Regions from separate parts of the Anas platyrhynchos genome. Here region 2 is linked to region 1. A link is a contact called in public Hi-C data. All regions are on one chromosome and are shown on one strand. Each heading gives the region's core, a stretch centred on a gene start, on an enhancer-like site or on the middle of the called end of the contact. The rest is flanking DNA. Distances are from core to core; before and after follow the strand shown. Region 1 overlaps NRXN1 (neurexin 1). Region 2 overlaps FSHR (follicle stimulating hormone receptor).

Region 1 (5,677 bases), core at 1,627-4,126:
CAGAGCAACTTGCATTTATAGCTGACAATTTCTTTAGAGGACTGCCACATAAGACTGTTTTACCTATCACACATTTTATTATATAAAAATACTGCATCATATTTATTTCCCAATAAAAGGTAAGTTTTGTGTGGAATAATTAACAATGGGAACCAGGACAAAATATTCCCCAAACCTCTTACACAGAAGTCATCAATTCTCCAAAGCGTATTTAGTTATATTGTACAGCTTGGGCTGTGGTTTCTGCATGCCACTTATGTAACTTATGTTCACATAAAGTCAAGCCTTCTTTGTAAGGTTTTTAGAGCTCCCTTATTACCTCAGTCATCTTTTGGTATGATATTTGTCCACTCTGTGTTCTTAGATTTTCTACATTTAAAGTTGAACCTAACTGTGCAGAACTACTACTGAATTGGCATTGTCAGGCTAACAAAATCTCATCTTGTGTGGAAATACAAATTATTTTCAGATTTAATTTTATCTGGTATTACAATACATGCATGACTTGTTCAGGTTATCATTCTGTAATGATCCTCACTGTAGTTTATACAGGAATTACTGTACTTACTTTTCAGATCTAAATTTCTGGCTCCTGCTGTGCTCTGTGTTGTGATTTTTGTGTCAATCTTTACAGTGTGGAGGTTGTTGGTATCTCTTGATATCATCACGTTATGCCACTGGTTGTCATTCAGAGGTTTATTAGAACTTCCTTTGATGAGATTTGCACCATTTCCCAAGTCAAACACATAGTGTAAATAGCTGGGAAAAGAGGAAAAAAAATGGAAGTTTCCTTTTCTTTACATATCAAGGGGGCACTAATTAATTAATACATCTTATATTTTCTATTTCCTTGTACTTCTTTTGTACTTTTTTTTTCCTTGTACTTTTACCAGTAGTACTGGTAAAAAAGGAAGATAACACTGAATGTCAAATGGGCAAGCAACCTTAATTCAGAGAAATCACTGGTCATTTACACGAACTGAGATGAACTCCCAAGTTTCTGGAAAATGAGGAGAATTCCTTGTACCAACATGTACATACATACATACATAGAGAACAAGAGGAAAGCTATCATCTAATGCTTCTTTGGGTTAAACGTTATAGAAATTATGTGTATTATTTAATTTCATATTTTTGGGGCATCTATTTTTATCTGAAAGAAAAACTCATATGAAGTTTAACATGAGAAAACATTCATCCATCAGATATACCCAGTCAGATAAAGATTTGTATTCTAAACTTTCCCTTGTCTTTCTCCTGAATATATATTCTTTTTGTCTAGACTGTTTTTGTCATTAAAGCCATCCATACATACCCTTTTACTAATTCAACCACAATGAAATCATTTCCATCACCGCTGTTATAAAGTATCAATCCATCCAGAGAGGTTGTTTTGAACTGGAAAAAAAGGTGCATAGAGGTATATGCTTGTAGTGTGGCCAATGCAACATAACTTGCTTTTGTTTTAAAGGTTACAGGGTCTGCTATGATGTTTCTGAACCCAAATCTTGCATTTAGCTCACAATAATCGATGTCTCCATTTTTACATAAGTCAATGTATGCCATGCCATTAAATGTAAGGCTCTGCAGATGCCCAATGAAATTAGAAGGCACAGAAGACAGGTAGCGCCGTTCAGTTATTATTCCTGTTTCTATGTTGTGGAATTCCAGCCGTGTGTGGTCACCAGCCATTTGACCTTCAAACAGTAAAAAGAAAATACATGTTAGCATTTGAAATGGGAAGTCAAAAAACACATCACATGATTAAGTGTCTGAAAAAAAAAATCACACTTTTCAGAATGTTCAGGGCAATCCTTGACTCTGAAGAAGATTTTTCTTAAGTTCATTCAAACTACTGATAAACATCTGGGAATCTTTCCACCAAGCTTTTTCTGTTTGGATAAGGCCAACAGCAAGCTTTCTAAACTGAAGAACAGTACCATAGTATATACAACTGCCAATAAAACTCCACACTTTGGCTACAGTTAATCGGATATTTGATTTTACTATAAGCAAGAGCAATTAGTTAACACAACATTAACTATACAAGGATCAATCTAAGAGCTAAAACTACAATGCTAGATTTTCACAGAATAGTGTAAGGGTTTTTCTCCATGTGTTTTGCTTAAAAAGGCATGATTTGATGGGAATAAGGAAGAATTCTTGTTTAAACAGTCCTGAAAATACCTGTCCTGCAAGGGTAGATAGAACCTTCCTTGAAACCTTTTTATCATGGGGACAAACATTGGGTGAAGGCAGTCACAACTCAAGAGATGAACAAAGCTGAAAGCCTGAGTAAGTGATATGCCAGTGTCTTTTGTAATCCTGAAAATAGCAAGGGATTTTATTACATCAGAGAGGAGAACACAAGCAAGCCTGACAATTACACTTGGGTCCTTTCTTGTTGTGCATAGCCAAAAGTCTAAAATTTGCTGACTGTATAGCTAGCCTGAAGAAAAGCATCAATGCTGCCACGGCGCACTGTGTACAGTTCAGTATTTAAGCTAGTTATTAAATTACTTATCCAGCAGACCAAAATTTTGTCCACTGGAGAGCTCCCTTTTCTAACAGTACATAGATTTTTTTTTCTCCAGGCTCATTTTAAAGAAGCGGGACAGTACAAGGAAAATTCATCATCACATTGTACAGGTCTGATGACAAAATTCCTTTCATTACAAATCAATTTTACAACTTAATCTACAGGCTAGATTTGCCTGTTTCTTTAGGAGTTTTTTGGTCTCATGTAGTACAAAGAGGGCTAACAGCAAGTTGGAACAAATACTGGCATGAAGTTGCTTTATAATGTTCTTTCAGTTGCACTGCAAAGTGTTGAAGGCCAAGTTCCCTCTGTTCTTTCCTGTATGTACTACTTCAATAGAAGAGAGTGAGCTCTGACTTAGACTGGATATGCCTGCAGCAGGCTCAGACTTTTATAAGTGTCTGTGTATATGTGCATGAACAGAACAAGTATTAGGGCAAGATGAATATATTTGGGTTTTGCCCAGTGACATGGAGTCACAAACTGGTTCAGTCACAGCACAGTGATAGGAATACATATATCAGTAAAGTTAGAGTGAATAATACCTTAATACCTTTCAGACGCCCCCCCCCCTCCAAAAAAAAAAAAAAAAAAAAAGCTAATAATTTATGATTTTTTTTTTTTCCAAGCAGGATGCATTCCTTGTAAGATATGACTTCACTGATACCACTAAACACCATCAGCAATCAGTAGTCATACAGGCTGAGCAGTGCTAGAAGTTTCTTAATCCCCAAGGACAGCCTTGTTGGTGGCCTTGTTTCCAAACATTCCAAACATCAGTTCTAAACATGTTTGCTCCCTCATATATTAATGAAGGTGGGTTCTTCCTTGCAATAACCAGCCAGGGAGATGTCTTGAAAAATGCCAGATCCACAACTTTCTACAAGACCAAGAGTTGTATATTAGATCACAGCCAGAGAGAGCTGAAGTTCATCTTTTAAAGAAGGAACATTATATATTCCAGCCTTATATCACTTCAGATGGCATTGCGTAAATGTCATGGCAAAAATCCACTAAGCTTTGGCCTGTAGCTCCGTATCCTCTGTACATTCACTAGCTTAAATGTATTTCTTTCTATAGCACAGTAATAAAAAAAGTTCTAGAAATCTGGGCTCACATCCCAAATCTCCTCCTAACATTTTACTTGTACAAAGTTGCTAACAGGACTTGAGACTTCACATAATGCTCCACAGTATTTGCAGCTACAACAATGAAGAAAGAAACTCCACTTTGTACTTACAAGCTGGGCTGTTTTGTGTGTGGTTTTGTTGCTGTTGTTTAAACTTGCCAGGTTGGTGCACAAAATGCATTACCTGTTTTAGTGTTATGGAACATCATACAAAAGGCCTAGTGAATGTCTTGTCATAATCATAAGCTAGGTATCCTTTCTAACATCCAACTGTAGCAATCTCTTTCATTCATCTTTTATTCTCTACAGATTTCAAGGAAATAAAATAATGTACTGCAAGTATTTAAACTCTTCTACGCTGAGCAAAATTTTCAAAACTACTTGCATGACTTCCAATGAAAGCTAGTTATGATTCTGAACGATTGTTTACCCATGCATAAATTACACGTTTATCAAAGGTAAGAGTGTTCAATAAATGGATGAATAGGTGATATTCTATAACATGTAAAGATGGAAACTCAGGCTGAACTACTTAATGGCTTCCCTTCCAGCTTAAGCTTTCTTGACCTGTGGTGTTTTTTTTTTTTTTTGTTTTTGTTTTTTGTTTGTTTGTTTTTAATGCAGGGGAAACTGAAATTATGGGAAGCAACTCCATTTTTATTTTTTTTCTCATTCTCTCTGTTATCCAATAATAATGTTTCACACAAATAACTTCAAGGTTATTTTTTAACCATATTTCTGATTGTTGGGACATCTGAAGGGAAGTTCTAAGCAGCTTAAAGCAAAAGCACTCCAATGTGATATGGCAACTCTTTCACTAGCTCATTAGGGAATTCAAAACTATTACATGTTTAATTGCATTGTATACATTTGACTGTCTACCAAAGATGGAAGTACAAATTTAAGTTGGAGAAAATTTTATGTTAAAAAAAAAAAAAAAAAAAAAACAGCTGTTTCTATATGGCAACAGAAACTCCATAAAGAAAATGTAATTATACTGGGATTAACAGCAGATTTCCCTTGTCAGAGTTTCAAGTTTCCTACAGCTCCTTCTCTCACACCAAGTTCCTTCTCGCAGATGGAGGAGGCCACAGCAATGTCCACACAGCTTCCAAAAGAGAATTTTGGAAGATTTTTTCCCTCCAGAGTACTGGGACAACTTTCTCCCTTTGGGTGAAGAAAAATCAAAATCTGTGGATTATGCATGTGTGGGCAACTTCCAGCTTGAAGATCTGAGAATTATTTTGAGTTAACAGGAAAATTTCTGATATGTGTACTGACATCTGGAGTGCATACAAGTGTTGTACAAGAAGCTGGATGGACAGACAGTACCTTCCCTGGATTAACAGGCAACTGAAGTGAAAAAACTCACTGGCTTTAACATTTCTTTGCTGTGATCATGACATCTGATTCACAATTTAGAAGGATTAAAAAATAGTGGAGTCCTGCATTCTTTGCTTATTACTTCATTGACTACACTATACTTCATAGAAAACTCTGATTTTCATTTCACTCTTTCATATATATCTTAGATTTCTACAGCTCTGTTAAGCAGTTTGCACTCAGCCCAAAAGCAAAACTAATCCTTCTTGATGACTTTGTAACCTGTATTGTGTTTTAATGTAAACTCTGCCGTAAGGAGCAGAGGAAATACAAATTTGGTTTTAAAGACTATATTTTCTTCTGTTCTAAACAGCTTCCTCTATCTAGATAGAGTCCCAAAAGTAACTTTAATATTTCAGTCACGAGTTGAGGCAGCAAGAAGATATTTTTGATCTAATTCCTCAGGTACTATATATATATTTTCATGACAAGAAAATAACAGATTTAGGCCATCTGCTTTATAGGGACAATGACCCAAAACATCATCACATACACAGACTAAATCTTTTCTTCACATCTGGAAGATCTATTGGTAATATATGATCCTAGAAATATTTTCAGCTCCAAGAATACCTTCGTAATTATTCTTCTACCAGTGACATGATATTGAGTATTTGGTTGGAGTG
Region 2 (5,436 bases), core at 208-2,707, 590 kb before region 1:
GACGACTGTACCATCCTTACAAGGCTGTAATCAAGTAGTTTAACATACACTAAAAGGCATCTGACTTATTTTGATAAAGTTTTTAGAAGTTCTAATTAGACTGGTTGGTAAGATCTTCGTAATGAAACCTCAAGTTATGCAAAGCTGTCCAGCAGGCAGCCAAAGCCCACAACCAGAGGTGAACAGAATTAGATTTGACTTAGTCAAATCTTAGCCACAAATGAAGACCGTGAAGCCTGCTAAGAGGACAGTCATGATTTCCTATCTGCACAAAAAAAAAAAAAAAAAAAAAGAGACAGAAGGTTAGCACTAACAGAGGTTCCAGAATTCCTAAACATTAACCCTGCTTGTTTCAGGTATTTAAATGTGGCATCTTCCCAGGTGTGAGGGCAAAATTTGCAATTTTCCTAATTACTTTTGATTTCTGAACAGGCCATTGTTTTTCACTGTAACATTTCTTTGAGTTCAAGTATAAAACAACAAGAACAACAACAAATATCACCCATGTTTTTGGTCACAGATGAGTTCAGGTCCCTCACTGTGGTTTGATAAATTTGACTGATTTCACAGGTTTTCCTGATGATTTCTTTTGCATTTTACTTTTATATAAGACTAATTCATTTGAGGAATTCATAGAGAATTATGCATAGCATGCCAGATCCTCATCTGCTGGAAAGTGATGGAAGTTAGGATGTCTGTAATTTGGCCAAGCAAAAACAAGAGACTTTACAGCAGAAGTGGTACAGAAGCAACCTAACATATCTTTCTTTTTATTGTGCTTTTCCATAGATAAGTAAAATTCTTCTTAAAGTATATTTTCATGTACTCCATAAATATTTTGAGTATTTGGTAACTTGAGCTTTACTAAGGTATAGAAGGCAACTTGAGTTCCAATATTTATTCTGTTCAGTCTATTTCAGTTTTGTACCACATGTTCCCTAATCGAGGACACTGAATTTCTGTTAATTTGTTGTTCTTTCATTTGTGTGTGTGTGTCCTTGCAGCTGATTCAAAATAAGGATGCTGAAGAAAGAATAAGAGGATTTTCATAGCAGTCCTTGGCTGATAACAGTGGCAGCTGATCACATACTAACAGCAGCATTCAAAAACATTCTCAAAATCAAAGATTATCTGAATGTTATATATTATGATTTAAACTGTAAATATGGTCTGCTGATTTGATGATGCTTATTCTGATCAGTACAGTCTTCAGTGAAGGATCAAACTCAATGAATCAGGCCCCCAAATGTAAAACATTCAGTTTATAGGCCTATTTATACAGGAAATAGGTTTACCAAAATAGCGAGAGCTGTTTTAGACTGTTCATACCCTGAGTTCAGAAGTGAAGAGGTTAAGAAAATTTCATGCTTTTTTTGTTTCTGACAGCACAAGTCCAGGGGCTATGAAGTCCATCTGCAGTAAAGTGCTTAGCCACAGGCAATGTGGGCTTCTTGCTTTTTACATTGCTTAGATGCTCCATGAGTGATAATAAGATTAGCTGCAAGAAACTAAACACTTGACCCTACACTTGTGTTGCTATGCATTATACACCAGAGAAGTGTTAATTATATGTAGAGATCTGCTAGTCTCTAAAGGCTGAAGCATCAGACAAAGAAGTTGCATCTCAGAGACCAAATTCTGCCCTTAGAGAAACGTGCACAGTTGTATCAGGAGAAATATTTGGATCCTATAAACTCATGTATGGGGTTGCCCTAACTTAATGAAACATCCTCTCCTACTGAAATGTAGGTGTGATTCAATATCTACATTTTATGTTCCCTTTGCATAAAATTACCATGTGTTGAGTCAAACTAATTATTATTGCAGGTTTCCTTTCATAATCTTTGAATTCAAAACAAAACCGAAGCTCACTACGGTTTTAAAAGAAAGAGTCCTTGCCATAATGAATTGTTAGAATCTTTGACTCCCTCTTAGCACTTCCAGGTATAAGCCCTACCCTCTCCTGCCAGGATCACCTCTCTACTACTCCCCAGCCTCCCCCCCCCGCCATTCTATGATTGCATAATAAGAAAACTAACTGTGTCCCAGTCAAAACCAGGACAAGAGTTAAAATAAAAAATACATCATAAAAGCAACCAATTCACATACATGCTACGTTTACCAGCTATCACCATCCATCATCTGTTAGTTGTCCTGAGACACGCAGACACAAATTTGGTTCACTCTCTGTATTCCAGGCTGCAACTCCTTGTTAGCCTTCACTTACCACAGATCAGGACAGGCTCTTTATACCCTTTCCTTGCTTGTTTGCCTGGTCTCTTGAACTGAACAAATCAATACATGCCGTTTTCTCTTACAGAAATACCTTTCACCTTGACCCACAGACTGCTTTAACTACTCATTAATCTTAAGAGCCAAGAGCAAACAAATATGCACAATACACAGAGTGCTGACAAAAGCTTTTCAATTTTTTCCATATCTACTATCATATATCATTACATTTGTCTCTTTAAGTCACATAACAAGAGATGAAGACCTTTCAAAAACAGTATCTAGGGTGTTAAAACTTGTCCTTGTAGTGCCAAGTTTGTTATGACGTTTTCAGCAGTCTCCTGCATTTATACTGAGATGTTGGGAGTATAGTTGAAAGAAACCCAGCGTTCTTTCTAAAAATGCCAGATTTTGTTGTCATAGTCTGCTCACATTTGCTTGACATGGGCAAGCTTTTTATCTGTCTGAAGCCTGCATGAATGCAAACCTCAAATTAAAACTGCATCTACAGCTTGGGTTTCAGCGAAGATGCTCACAAAGAATTGGTGTATTTTCAGGATATTTGACAAGCTTTGTCCAAAATTGATGACACTAATAAAACACAAAGGTCTGCATATAATCTTCAGCGCCATTCCCTGTTTTCTTTCCTCTTTCCTCAGTCAGTTTCTTTATTACTAAAATGCAAGAACGTCACTCAAGCAACACTTACATTGTTGCTTTCATATAGAGCAATGTAGCTGTCTCCTCAATTATCCACTTCAGAGGATATTTTTGTAATAGAGGGTAAACACTGATTTACTAAAAATCTGATGTTCTTTTGGCACAGACACACTTGTGAAATGAAGGAGACTTCTGTGGCTCTGGAAACTTGAAGGTTCACTAAATTCAATGAACCTTGGTGGGTTATGAGCAACAGAAAATGGAGGAGCTAATTGGTCAAGGAATCATCTGTTTCTCATATCCACTGAAGTCTCAATCAATGTAGATTAAGCATCAATCCCCCTTGAGATGCAAAAATACCAATAAGTAGAGCTCTTTATCCACTAGGTACAACTCTGTTTCATCCAAACCAGCTTTTAATTTCAATCTGCAAACCTAATTATTTTGCATCAAACACACTTGTTCTAGTGCCTTCTCAAATCAAGGTTCCTTCAAATTAAATGCCTCCATCCAGAAAATACCTGGATTCATTCAAGAAATTGCTAAAGTGTCTTTGATTTTTGAAGTACTGCTTGCCTTGGAAGCCTGAGCATCAAAAAGGCAAGTGTAGCAATTATGGAGGATGCAAGACTGCCAGTGGAGCTACGTACAACCCCAGTCACCAGCTGCTAAACTTCTTGGGATGGCTCAAATTTGCATCCTCACTGCAAAATTGAGCTGCTTCCCACCTGATCAATTTTTTTGTAGGATCCTCTTTTTCTCTCCCTCTCCCGCCCCCCCCCTTTCATGTTAAAAGCAAAACATTTGCATGCATGCATTCCATTCTTATTCTGCTCTAGAAGGAGTGGAGATGAGCCCAGACACAACCCTGGATGTGTGTATTGCTTTCAAAAAGTAATGGCATTAGTTGTGATGCTGACTGTGCCTTTACTCCTCTGCCAAATGTAATATGGGGCAGCTGGAACTAATGGACAGTTCTAAGGTTCATACTGAGGTGGAACTCTCACTGGACCACTGGGAATTTTATCCATATAATGCAAATATCACAGCAAGTTCATGATATTTTATTTCACACGAGACATTCTGAAGGTCAGATTTCAGTTACTGTAATGTATGGATTGCTGGATTGAAGAGCATGCACTACGGGGAACAAGACTGACATCTATGAAGAAAGGAAAAAAAAAGTCTAGGATAAAGAAAAGTTGCTTCATGGACAGCAGACCTTTAACAATGCTACAATAATATTAAAAATATACACTGGAGGCAACTATGGCAGCCTAGGTGGTTCTTAGCAATGGTTCCTAGGAAGACAGCCATGTCACTGTGTATGCCTTACCATGGGGAGAGCACTACACTCAACTCTACGAAGACTGGCTTTCAACTTGAATTCCCCTCTTACAAGTGAGATGGTATTATACTCTAGAATGAATGTGAGTTACCTAGCTCAGGGAGTTACATGGCACAGGGAGCCTTCATACAGATATTTAGGTATAAATACTACCATTGCAGAGAGGCACAAGCACCTGTGCTTTTGTGATTAATGCATCTGCTGCATGTCAGTATAACCATTCAAAGGTCTTGCCACAGCAAGTCAATTTTGACCAAGCTGATATCTACCCAACACTGGGACTATTCTGTATTTAAATACAGCAATAAATGTTTACAAATGATAACAGATAAGGCACAGACTACATTTTCATCACTGTACACAGCATAGGATTTTCACTGCTATTTTTCTTTGCTTGCTTCAGGAACACTAGCACGTTCAGCATATTTTAGCCCTTCAAAAAAAAAAAAAAAAAAAAAGCAGTGAATTTTGATACAGTCCAGTAAAGGATAACAAAAAGCCAAAAGACTAGCCTGCCAAAGCTATATATGGGCAGCAAGTTATCTGCTCATTACTGTAAAGGTACAGCAGCTGGAGATGAGTCACTGCTATGTACCTTCATAATGGCTTTTGCTTCTCTCAATATTCATAGACTTAATGAGTGTCTGAAGAAAAGACAGATCTCAATAAACTGTCACACACTAATAAAAGAAAAAAAAAAAAAGAACAAGAACAGAAAAAGAAGGGGATAAGGGGAAAGAAATTATTTTGCATGTGACTACTCAAATGCAAACCAAATTGAATATAGTCAATACCTTTGCTGTACTGCCAGGACTTTTAGGAGCCATACAGCAACAGAGCATTAGTAGCAGTAGATTCTGAAAACTCATTTATTTGGTTCCATGACACAAATATTCACTTCCAGCTATTTTCTCCATGAGCTAATCCCTCGTCATTCCTGTAATCCTCATGCCTGAATCTTGTAAATTTGAATATTATTTTCTATGTAGTAGCATGTTATGTCAAATGAAGATATTCAAAAGCCTTCTGAAGTCTGGTGAAGGCCTTACCTTTACTCAGAGTTTCTTAAGTAGCATTTAATTTCTCAAGGGAATAACTGCAACACAGAAAACTACATTTCAGCAACTGCTTGGTCAGCCACGGATAGGAATGAAGTATTGCCACTCCAGGTAAGTAAGGGGCTCCGTAAATGAAAA

Evidence for each region. A called contact is a pair of places that touch in the nucleus more often than the background predicts.
Region 2: a contact with region 1 is called in a Hi-C map of F1 follicle, with 2.9 times the contacts expected there. The contact joins two enhancer-like sites. A contact is called at or near these places in 3 of 8 Hi-C or Micro-C datasets (F1 follicle, skeletal muscle and subcutaneous adipose tissue).

What each region holds. Positions count from the first base shown.
Region 1 is chr3:17,415,855-17,421,531 of IASCAAS_PekinDuck_T2T, reverse strand. It overlaps NRXN1 (neurexin 1), which reads right to left. Exons shown (of 23, transcript XM_072035416.1): 14 at 1,316-1,697; 15 at 569-759. Among named protein-coding and RNA genes, the nearest start is that of NRXN1, 330 kb to the right of the region's middle. Within about 2 kb of position 2,876, at least 1 of the 8 cell types and tissues checked has an H3K27ac peak or open chromatin away from gene starts, as enhancers often do. A contact at or near this core is called in F1 follicle, where this site is marked.
Region 2 is chr3:18,002,327-18,007,762 of IASCAAS_PekinDuck_T2T, reverse strand. The region is part of intron 1 of FSHR (follicle stimulating hormone receptor); the gene reads right to left. Among named protein-coding and RNA genes, the nearest start is that of FSHR, 27 kb to the right of the region's middle. Within about 2 kb of position 1,457, at least 1 of the 8 cell types and tissues checked has an H3K27ac peak or open chromatin away from gene starts, as enhancers often do. A contact at or near this core is called in F1 follicle, where this site is marked.